Linked DNA regions of Mus musculus: region 1 is linked to region 2. A link is a contact called in public HiChIP or PLAC-seq data. All regions are on one chromosome and are shown on one strand. Each heading gives the region's core, a stretch centred on a gene start, on an enhancer-like site or on the middle of the called end of the contact. The rest is flanking DNA. Distances are from core to core; before and after follow the strand shown. Region 1 holds the start of Tfdp2 (transcription factor Dp 2). Region 2 overlaps Gk5 (glycerol kinase 5 (putative)).

Evidence for each region. HiChIP or PLAC-seq counts read pairs in DNA pulled down with a chosen protein or histone mark.
Region 1: a contact with region 2 is called in an H3K27ac HiChIP or PLAC-seq map of embryonic stem cells, with 13 read pairs. The contact joins the promoter of Tfdp2 here to the enhancer-like site in region 2. A contact is called at or near these places in 7 of 39 promoter capture datasets (the HPC-7 cell line, embryonic stem cells, frontonasal cranial neural crest and 3 more), 2 of 15 datasets of contacts at CTCF or cohesin (CD8 T cells and the NIH/3T3 cell line), 4 of 484 Hi-C or Micro-C datasets (LSK cells, Sertoli cells and embryonic stem cells), 5 of 115 datasets of contacts at active chromatin or transcription factors (the SCID.adh cell line, embryonic stem cells and heart atrium) and 3 of 9 other capture datasets (adipose tissue, liver and pancreatic islet).

What each region holds. Positions count from the first base shown.
Region 1 is chr9:96,194,594-96,199,919 of GRCm38.p6, reverse strand. It overlaps Tfdp2 (transcription factor Dp 2), which reads right to left and starts at 3,645. Exons shown (of 13, transcript NM_001184706.1): 1 at 3,360-3,645.
Region 2 is chr9:96,161,070-96,166,554 of GRCm38.p6, reverse strand. The region is part of intron 11 of Gk5 (glycerol kinase 5 (putative)); the gene reads right to left. Among named protein-coding and RNA genes, the nearest start is that of Tfdp2, 32 kb to the left of the region's middle. Within about 2 kb of position 3,139, at least 17 of the 459 cell types and tissues checked have an H3K27ac peak or open chromatin away from gene starts, as enhancers often do. A contact at or near this core is called in the NIH/3T3 cell line and embryonic stem cells, where this site is marked.

The DNA of each region.
Region 1 (5,326 bases), core at 2,396-4,895, 33 kb before region 2:
CGTGAGTTTGAGGCCAGCCTGGTCTACATAGTGAGTTCCAGGACAGCCAGAGCTATATAATGAGACCCTGCTTGGAGGATCCGGGATATTATTTTGTCTAAAGAAGAAGAGACCTGCCAGGTGTCGAGTGCACACATGCAATCCAAGCAAGATTTCTGTAAGCTCAAGGGTAGCCTGAGCTACCTACTGGGTAAAAGGCCAGCCTGAGCTATCCAGCAAAACCCACAGAAGAGAAAGGAAAAGGAAGAGGAGAAACAATGGATTGTAAACATCTTGAATTATCTGAAATGAGCATACTGTGAGATACAATTTCCAGTTCAGTAAAAAGAAATAACTTGGGTTGGAGAGACGGCTCAGCGGTTAAGAACACTGACTGCTCTTCCAGAGGTCCTGAGTTCAATTCCCAGCAACCACATGGTGGCTCACAACCATCTGCAATGAGATCTGATGCCCTCTTCTGGTGTGTCTGAAGACAGATGCAGTATACGCATATACGTAAAATAAATAAATATATCTTTAAAAAAAAGAAATAACATAAAATAAAAATCTTTCATGTGGTGATGTATGCCTGCAACCCTAGCAACTGGGGGGTAAGCATAGGGCTAAAGCATTAGAATTGCTGCAAATTTGAGGATAACCTGGGCTACATAGTAAGTTTAAATGCAATATATGGCAAGAACCTGTCTCAAAACAGACACAAAAAGTTAGTTATTCAAGTTAGTTGTTCAAATAGTTTTGTCTTAGAAACTATGACAGTGAACTCAAAAAAAAAATGTAAAAATAGGGGGCTGGAGAGATGGCTCAGCAGGTAAGAACACTGACTGCTCTTCCGAAGGTCCTGAGTTCAAATCCTAGCATTACATGGTGGCTCAAAACCACTCATAATGAGATCTGCCACCCTCTCTAGTGTATCTGAAGACAGCTACAGTGTACTTATCTATAGTAATAAATAAATCTTTGGGCCAGAGTGAGCAAGGACTGAACAAGTGGGGCCGACCAGAGTGAGCAGGGTTGACCAGAGTGAGCAGAGGTCCAAAAATTCAATTCCCAACAACTACATGAAGGCTCACAACCATCTGTACAGCTATAGTGTTCTAATATACATAAAAATAAATAAATAAATAAATAAACAAACAAACAAATCTTTTAAAAGTATAAAAATAAAAGTTATCTTGCAAACCATTTCTAAGGGTTCATTAGCCTTCAGAAATCCTTAAAGTCCTGTTATCACAGGTTAAGATAGAAAGGTATTAAAAAGCAAGTACATTTAGTTTTGGGGGGAGGTGTAGGGGGTTGTTTGTTTGGAGGAGGGCACAGGTGTGGAACAGTCAGAGGATAACGTTCAGGATGAGCTCTGTCCATCCACACTGTGGATCCCTGAGACAGACAGAGATAAGGTCAGCAGACTTGGAGACAAGCACCTTTACCCACCGAACCATCTCGCCAGCCCCAATTTATAGTTAATCATCTTTAAAACCCTTACAACCCCCAATCTAGTTTCTTCTGAGGGCCATCATGACACATACCAAAGTAAACCTAAAAGATGAAGAAAGGAGTGCACAGCCTATTTCAAAGTGAGGTCTTGTTACTGCTGTTTTATATTTCCGGGGCTGGGCGTCAATCTAGGTTTAGGTAATTACCCTACCACTGCGCTATTGATGCCCCAGCCCTCAAACCGTACTGGAGGTCAGTTAAGAATTTTGGCTGCAAGGGTAAAACCTGCACACGGCAAGGACTACATATTCGCAAGGGGCGAGGGAAGGGAATTACGGCCACAAAATAGTAATATGAATAACTAAAACTACTTTACTATGCCTGGAATTAAGGCAACAGAAGGGTTTACTAAGTCTCGGGACTTTCTTAACAAATGTTAAGTGCTGCATTCCTGACTCTGCAACCACATGCCAGCACTGGCTACTGACACCATATCTGCCATAACACTAAACTAGTTCCAAGGCACAAGATGTTCTAAAACTAACTCTGCCCAGAGCCAGTACACAAGCGTGACAGAACCTGGGGTCTGGCCGGCGCCTTTATCTCCTGATGCAATTTGAGAATGGACACTTACATGAATTCCAGCAATGGGATAGTGGTAAAGCCTTAGTAAATCGTAAGATAATCAGTGACTGGAAGAGGCAAGATGCAAAACAAACATTTTATACTCAACTTTGAATTCTGCCACAGTGGAAAAGAGGCTAATGACTTAAACCATACTGCCTAGTTACGATGACTTCAAACCATTAGGAGAACAGAAAACAAATGACCCAGAAAAATTCTAAGTCAAATGAAACACAGCAGCTGGCTCTGTAGAGGGGTGTTTTCTAACCTGTGGGTCATGACCCCTTTCTAAAGGGAGTCGTTCTTGCCTAAGACCATCGGAAAACCTAAATATTTACATTGCAATTCATAACAGTAGCAAAATTACAGTTATGAAGTAGCAACAAAATGCTTTTATGGTTGGGGTCAGGTCACAGCATTAGGAAGGTTGAGAACTGCTGGCCTAGAGGAGGCAGGATAAGGGGTTGGAGCCCCTTGAGATGAAAGGAGGAAAGACAGAAGTCGCCAAAGGCTCAAAGGTACTTTCAACGAATGCTATGGAAAAAGAATGCAAAGTAAACATTTTGCTAGGCCAGGCTACAAGCCTGGTAACGATTTCAGCCGAAAAGGTGAAACAACATGGGGTCCAGAGTCTCCTCCAGCATCCAGGGTTACGTTATGCATTTAGTAGAAGTGAGCTTTGTTTCAAGTGCATTCCGGAGATTAGCCCTTTTCTCTCTCCCAACACCCTCCCCGTCCTCGCATAGGCAGATGTGGCTCACAGATGAACAAACTGAGCCCACACAAAGCACCGGAACACGGGCGAGTGAGTGTCCACGCACTTCACTGTGCCACCTCTCGGCGGAGCCCACAGTCACTTTCCCGCTGCTCTGTGCACAGCAACCAGGGCCTTGTGCAGAATTCCTCCCAGAACTTGGGCCGAGAAAGTAACCTCTACTTGAAAGGAAAAGTTCTCTTGGGGGAACCTGGGGGTCTTCCAGGTAGGGAGAGCTTTGGAACTCTGCAAAAGCACCCCGCAGAAACAGACTGGAGGATGGTGGATCACGAAGGGAGGAGGGAAAGTCAGAAGATCTGAGTGAGAAGCCCAAGTCAGCCCTTGCCCTTCCTGATCCCGGGTGATGGCGAGCCCGCGGGCTCCGGAGCCTCATCAGGTATTCCAGGGTTGCTTGGCCCCGCTGCAGAGAAATCCTGAGGACAAGCTGAGACTCCCGGGACAGGGCAGGGGAGAGCCGGCCGGCGGGGGGCCACGCCCGGTCCAAAGGCCCCTGGCGCGCAGGCCCGCGCCCTTTCCGGGACCTTACCGCAGCTTGGTGCAGAGGGGCCGCCGCCGGTCCACACAGCCCTCGGCCCACTCCCGGGGAGACGCTTCTTCGCGAGCCGCCGCTCCTCAGGCAGAGCCAGGTCCGCTCGGAGCAAGCTCCCGGCCGCGCAGCCGCGGTCTTCGCGCGCGTCGGAAGCCTGCAGTGCAGGAAGGGTCAAGGCGCGCCCCGCGTGCCAGGCAGCGACGGCCGCACAGCCCAGCGCGCCCGACGCCGTCCGCCCTCAGCGACACGGCCGCGGCGGCGCCGCTTCCCCCGCGCTCGCTTTGGCGGCGGAGCAGCACGGTGAGCGCCGATTGGCCCTCGGCTGGCATGACGCGCGCCGACGCTCTCCACGGATTGGCCGGGCCGCAGTGCGTGTAGGGAGTAAACAAAACCCGCCCCCAGGCTCGCCCCCAGGGCCAGAGGCGGAGGTGGGCGGCGGGCTTGCGGGAGCCTGCCCTGGTCTTTTGACCTCCAAAGCCACTCTCCGCTAGGGGCCGCCCTGAGGCTCTGCCTGCCGCTGGACCCCTGCCACCTAGAGGGCAGCCAGGCTCGCCCTTCCCCCTCCACCACATCAGCCCCTCTCCTCACCTCCACCCACCACCTCGCTTCTCTCAGCTCTAAAGTATGGTTCTCTTTTCCATCCCATCTCTCGGAAAGAAACCGGAACTAGGTCCTTACATCTGGACCATAGACCTCTGATGGGCCACTGCTCCAGGAACACTCGGAAGGCAGAGGGATAAGTGACCCTGAGGCCACACGTGGACCACTGTGGAGGTTGGTCATGCTTCAATTCCTGGGAAAGTGTAGCAATAAATTAAGGCCAGATGCCTTAATTTCGAAGTTGAACCGAAAAAGTTGGAGGCACACACTCTCAAATACCCAGTCATTTATTAAGAAATTCAGGTTGGCTTAGTGGCTCATGTCTTTAACCCCAGCACTCCTGAGGCAGACACTAGCATATCTCTTTAAGTCTAAGGCCAGCCTAGTCAACACAGTGAGTTCTGAGCCAGCCAGGGCTAGACACTTTGACCCTGCCCCCACCCCTCCAAAAAAAGGTGTTTCCCCCTTTCAAGTGCATGGATCCTGTATGAACTGTAGCTAATGTGGACGTTTGGAAGTAAGATAAGAAAATCCGACTTTAAAATACTTTGATCTTTTTCATTTTAATTTCCTCATAGCTCTATGAGCCAAATACTATTTATGATGCTAGGGCTGTGTGTACAAAAGAGACAAAAATTCTTGGCATAATTGAGCTTATGTTCCAGTGAGGTAGGAAAGATGCTTCTTAAAGTTCTTTAAAAAAAAATTCAGTGGTGTGATAAGGGAAACAACTCTGAGAGGGGGCTATTGATGTAAATACCAGCCCCAGAGTGTCAGCTCATGGTCTGGGTGGCAGAGTCGGGAGTTTAGACCAACTGAGTCTACATGAGATCCTTTCTCAAAAACATTAGATAGATAGATAGATAGATAGATAGATAGATAGATAGATAACAGTGAGATCCTTTCTCAAAAAATGATGATGTACATAGGTAGAAACTAAGGCAAGCAGACAGAAAAAATGCATAATGAGGTGAGGAAGCCAAGAGCAAACACCCTTGGCTTTCTCTTTGGAAGATTTGGAGACTATTTCTAGACAATTGTTATGGGTAAAATCCCAAAATTCCAAACATACAGTAATCCAAAAGTCTCAACTGAATGATTGCCTTTTGCACTGACAAGTGAATGTGGATTTATTTAATTTCCGCAGGAAACGTTGTTAAGGTATTGTGTTAAGCTTATTTAATAAATACTTAGCATGCTAGGTAATCGTGGTGAGCACCGTTAGTCCCAGCACTTGGGAAGCAGAGGTAGGTAGACCTCTGAGTTTCAGGCCAACCTAGCCTACAAAGTGGGTTCCAGGACAGCCAAGGATACACAGAGAAGCCCTGTCTCAAAACAAACAAACAAACAAACAAATTAGCAAT
Region 2 (5,485 bases), core at 1,890-4,389:
GGATGCGGGTTCAATTCCCAGCTCCCACATGACAGCTCACAACTGGCTATAATTCCAGCTCAAGGGGATCTGATGCCTTTTTCTGGCTACTGAGGGGCCCAAGTATATGTTGCAAGCATACACATAAAATAAAAATAAATATTTAACAAAAATCCTTTGGGGCTGCAGAGATGGCTCAGTGCTTAAGAGTACTGACTGTTCTTCCAGAGGTCCTGAGTTTAATTCCCAGCAACCACATGGTGGCTCAAAACCATCTGTGATGGGAGGTCTGATGCCCTCTTCTGGTGTGTCTAAAGAGAGCAATGTTTACTCATATACATAAATAAATAAATCTTAAAAAAATCCTTTCTCAATTAAAAAAAAAAGAAAATAGAATATATGAAGACAGCTGACTGAGGACTTTAGAAACAAAAAGTATAATAAAAATATGAACTCATTTGGATTGACTCAAAAGAAATGGAAACAACAGGAGAAACTGGAAAAACTGGAGACAGCATGACAGAAGTTACCCTGAGCACGAGGAAAAGAACTGAAGAAGCAGACAAGAAACAGAGTTCCCGGGTCTATGGGAAAATACGACGGCGGGGTCCTCTTGTTTGAGCCACAGAAGTAGAGTAAAGGTCAGAGAAACCACTCCTTGAAAAATAAGTTACTTTAAACTCCAACAGTAAAAGAAAGAAAAAACCCCTATACATTCAGGGGTTCATGTACAAGGCCCTGGATTGAACCCCTAGCACCCCAAATCAAAAGCTATTGCTCAGTAGGATAAGTGCAGAAAACTGTACCAGGGCCATAGTGCAGAAGCTGGACCATAAATAAGTGTCAAGTGTTTGAGGTGACAGATATGTGTCCCTGGAGCAAATGTTACAGGCCTCAGCACATGAACTGAAACACACACAGCACCGTTTTAAGACAGAAGGCTTCTTTATATTTATAGATGGGGTCTCACGTAGCCTAAGCTGGTCTCTAGCCCTCTATACTCAGGGATGGCCTTGAACTCCCAAGAATCAGGATTACTGATATATGTCACCAGGCCCTGCTAATACATATGATCTTTATGATGTTTTTGAGGAGTTGTGGGTCTAACCCAGAGCCTTACTACTAGGAAGACACTCTATTGTCCAACTACATCCCAAGCTTCTATAACTGATATGCTAGTTAAAAATGATCAACAAATAACACCGCTCGAGTATAATGGTGCATGCATGCGATCTTGGCAGCAGAGAGGCTGAGACAGAAAGAATGCCGGAAGCTGAGCTACAGATTGAGACCTACCTCAGGAAGGAGAGAAGAAGGAAGGGGGTGGTGGTGGAGAGGAAAATGGAGGGGAGCAAAGGAGAAAGAAAGGAAGGATGGAAGAGAGGGATGCGGAGGCCCTCCAAACAAATAAAAAAATCTCAACATATTCCAAAGAGAAATACATGCTTAGACACACTGCAACAGAGCTAAAAGCCAAAAACTAAAAACAAAGGAAAAACAAAATTGGGGGCCCACGAATGTGGCTCAGCTGGTAGGAAGCTTGCCAACACTCCTGAAACCCTGGACTCTATCCCCAGCGCCACATAACCCAGGCACGGTGGTGCAGGCTTGTAATCCCAGCACTTGGGAGATGGAAACAGAGGACCAGAAGTTCAAGGCCATCCTCCACTACCTAGGTAGTTCCAGGACAGCCTGTATACAAGGGATCCTGCATCAACAGAAAAAAAAACAAACCACAGCCAAATTACTATTGAGGAACAAACACTTCAGTGATGGTGGCCTGGGCATTTCTCACAAGAAACTCTGAACAATGGCACAGTTTCATCCATCCAACCATTCACCTATCCATCCATCCATCTATCTATCTACCCATCTATCCACCCATCCATCCATCTTTGCACTATCTATCTATCTATCTATCTATCTATCTATCTATCTATCTATGCAGCACTGGGAGTTAAGCCCAGGGTCTGGTGCCAGGCAACTGCTCTGCCTCGAAGCTACACTGCAGCCCAGAACCACATCATTCATTCATTCATTTATTTATTTTGGTTTTTCGAGACAGGGTTTCTCTGTGTAGTCCTGGCTGTCCTGGAACTCACTTTGTAGACCAGGCTGGCCTCGAACTCAGAAATCCGCCTGCCTCTGCCTCCCCAGTGCTGGGATTAAAGATGTGCGCCACCACGCCCGGCTGAACCACATCATTTAAATTATGAAAGAAAAGAGACTATTGTTCCAGAACTCTAAAGCTAGTACCACTAAACTGCAGAAGAAAACCAACCCCCCACAATCTCCAATGGGAGAGCATTAAGAACATTTGTTACCAACTGACATGTAAGTTTATAAAATAGAGAGCCCAGCAAAGTTCCACTGGGAGTAGGGCTGTTTGGGTCCAAGTCTGATATTGTGGGGGGGGTGTGGTGGGTGTGGTTGTATGTGGAGAGCCGGTACGTGCTTCGAGCAATCGCGTGCGTGCCGCCAGTAATCTCTGAGGAGAGCCGTGTGTGCGGCGAGCAATCGCCATTATAAGATGGCGCGGGCCTCCACTGTGCCTAACTAGTAAACAAGCCTTGTACGCAGGTGCGAGAGTGAATTCACTCCTAGTCACTCCTATTCTCGGGGTGTAATAGTGGGGTGATGGGCAAGCAACGAATCGGAAGCTGTCACGCCATATCAGGTGCTGAAACGTCACGCTGCGGGTTATAAAAGCAGCGCCATTTTCCCGGTTCGGGATCTTCCTGAGAAGCAAGCAATAAAGCTCTTGCCGCGGAAGATTCTGGTTTGTTGCGTCTTTCTTGCCGGTCGAGCGGGACGCAATAGTTGTAAGGTCATTATCACAAGGCAAGGGGAGACAGAGTGAATGACCTGCTTACATAACTCTGTTGAGGAGGAACCATGATAAGGCTTCACATTTAAACAGTAAAATAATCTAGGCATGGTGGTGCATGACTAATCTCTCAGGAATCAAGAGGTTGAGGTAAGAGGAATGTGAATTTCAAGCCAGCAAAAGCCACACAATTTATTTACATAAAAAGTAAATAAATAAAAAGCTAAACAAATGTTTATTTACTTATCTATTTTTAGTCAGGGTATCTCTCTGCTAGTTAGTTTTTGTCAACTTGACATGAAGAGGTCAGCTCAGCCTTTGAAAAGTTCCACTGGACCCCTCCTCTCCTAAAAGAGACAGGTCAGAGAGCACATAGGCCAGAAGAGAGAGGCTGAGTAAGCTCCTGCTACCTCATTCCCTAAAGACCAATCAGTTTAAAGGGCGCACTGTTCCACCAATCATATTGTGCCTAGTTGCTGATGCTCTATTCCACCCCTGGAAGCCATATAAAACCACGCAGAACAGGCCACTGGGGGTCACCGCCTCTCCTTTGGGTCTGGGATGACCCCAGTGCACTGGGACAATAAATTCCTCTTGCTTTTTGCATCGATTCTCAGATCTTCATGGTTTACTCAGGGGGTCAGCAGTAAGCTAGGGCCCGCCATAGTCTTACAGAAACAAGGAGACTCATCTGGGAGGGGAACCTCAGTTTAAGGTCAGCCTCCATCAGACTGGTCTGTGCGCTTGCCTGTGGGGCATTTTCTTTATGTAACATGTGGGCGGGATCCTGGGTTGTATAAGCAGGTAAGCCGAGGGAGCCATGGGGCACAGGCCAGTTTCCTCCATGGTTCCTTCCCACCTGCCCTCAATGACTGACTGCAACCTGATGTGTGAGCCAGGTTAACCCTGCAGGCTGGTATTGGTCCATGTTTTATCACAGCCACAGAAACCCAGCTAGAGGACAGTGTGACTGAGACCCAGGCTGACCTGGAACTCACAGCAACCTTTCCTCACCTTCTCATGTGCTGAGATCACAGGCATATACAAAATCAACTCCTCTAATGAGGCACGCTGCATCTCTCCTGGGAAGAAGCCAGAGCCATTTACTTCAAGTAAACAGTCTGGAATGTGTCCTTACAAAGCAGTCTACTGGGGATTGCTTGGGGCAGGCAGGCACAACCACGACAAGCAATTAAGAGTGATCCTACTAAGGAAAATGTCCCCTGACCTTTGTCAGCTGAGGGCGGTGGAGCCGAGAACTGCCACCAGTGTATTCGGGCATGCTTTCCCCTGCTGTCCTTGCACACTGGTCCTCAGTGTGTGGACCACTCCTCAGCCAAAGGCCTTCCTCACCTGACGGAGCATCATAATCCTTTATTCAGCATCCAGTTCAACCACGTTGTTTCTGAGACAAGAGTTTTTCTGTGTGGCTTTCCTAGAACTCTCTCTGTAGACCAGGCTGGCCTTGAACTCAAGAGATGTACCTGCCTCTGCCTCCTGAGAGCAGGCTAGCCTAACCACTTTTAAAGAAGCCTTCTGACCCTCCTGTAGAAAACCTTCGCTTCTGCTGCTGTGTCTACTTAACAGTTAGCTCCGACATGTGTATAAAATAAATATTTGTAAATACTTAGGAAGGAAGGTAACTATTGCAGAAGGTTAACCTCCGAGCCTTAAACATGCTTGGGACACTCTAACGTGGTACAATAATATCCCCAGCCCATCAGTTTACCTATTGTTGTCATAGACAGGGTCTTCCTGCTGTCAAGTCTGGTGCTCATTATGTAGCCCAGGATAGTGAGTCCTCCCTCCAGGGAGCCGATCTGATGGTGGGTACCATCTCACCTGATGGACTTAGACTTTCTTAGGACGAGGTACTGCTATGTTACCTAGGCTAGCCTCAAAGAACCTCTAAGGTAAAGCAAGTCTCCTGTCTCCGGTAGCTATGCCTAAAGACACACACCACTGCACCCTCGATAGTATTCCAGACAATTAATGCAAGTCTTTCTTGGAGCCTGGGACTTCCAAGAGGGCAGGAGTGTCACCTGTGCCAACCAACATGCAGCTCCAGGCACACCCTGGCCACTCACTTAGAACTGAAGAATGAGGTTTACAGATGTGAAATGTTCCTAAGACTGAGATAATAAAGACATTGAAGAAGGGGTGGCAGGGGAGCAAAGCAGAAAGTACAGAAAGGCTTGCGGAGAACTGCGAAAAGGAAGACAGAAACTTGAAATAAAGATAGATAACAGGGTCTCTATGTAGCCCTGGCTATCCCAGAACCTGTGGGGATCACCCTGCCAAGGCTGCACAGGTGTATGCATGTCTGAGTGCATGTGTGTGTGTGTTTGTGCATGTCTGAGTGGGGGCGTGTGTGCATGCATGCATGCATGCTCGTGTGCGTGTGTGTGTGTGTGCTTGTGAGACTTCATCACCTGCTCTGAGTTTTCCCTCCTGTTTAGAGAAGGTGGGAGGAGGCAGTGAAGATCTATGGCCTGGTTAGAGCCTGGGAGAAGGGTAGGGCTGCTCAGTCGGACAAGTCTGTTTCCAGAATACAGTTTAGGATTTTTTTTTCAACTTACTCATAAGTTCTCAGAGAGGGATACATTCAAATAAATGTTTACTTTTATGCACATTTCAGGCAAAGGGAGCAAGAATTAGCCACAGCGGGGCTGAAACTGA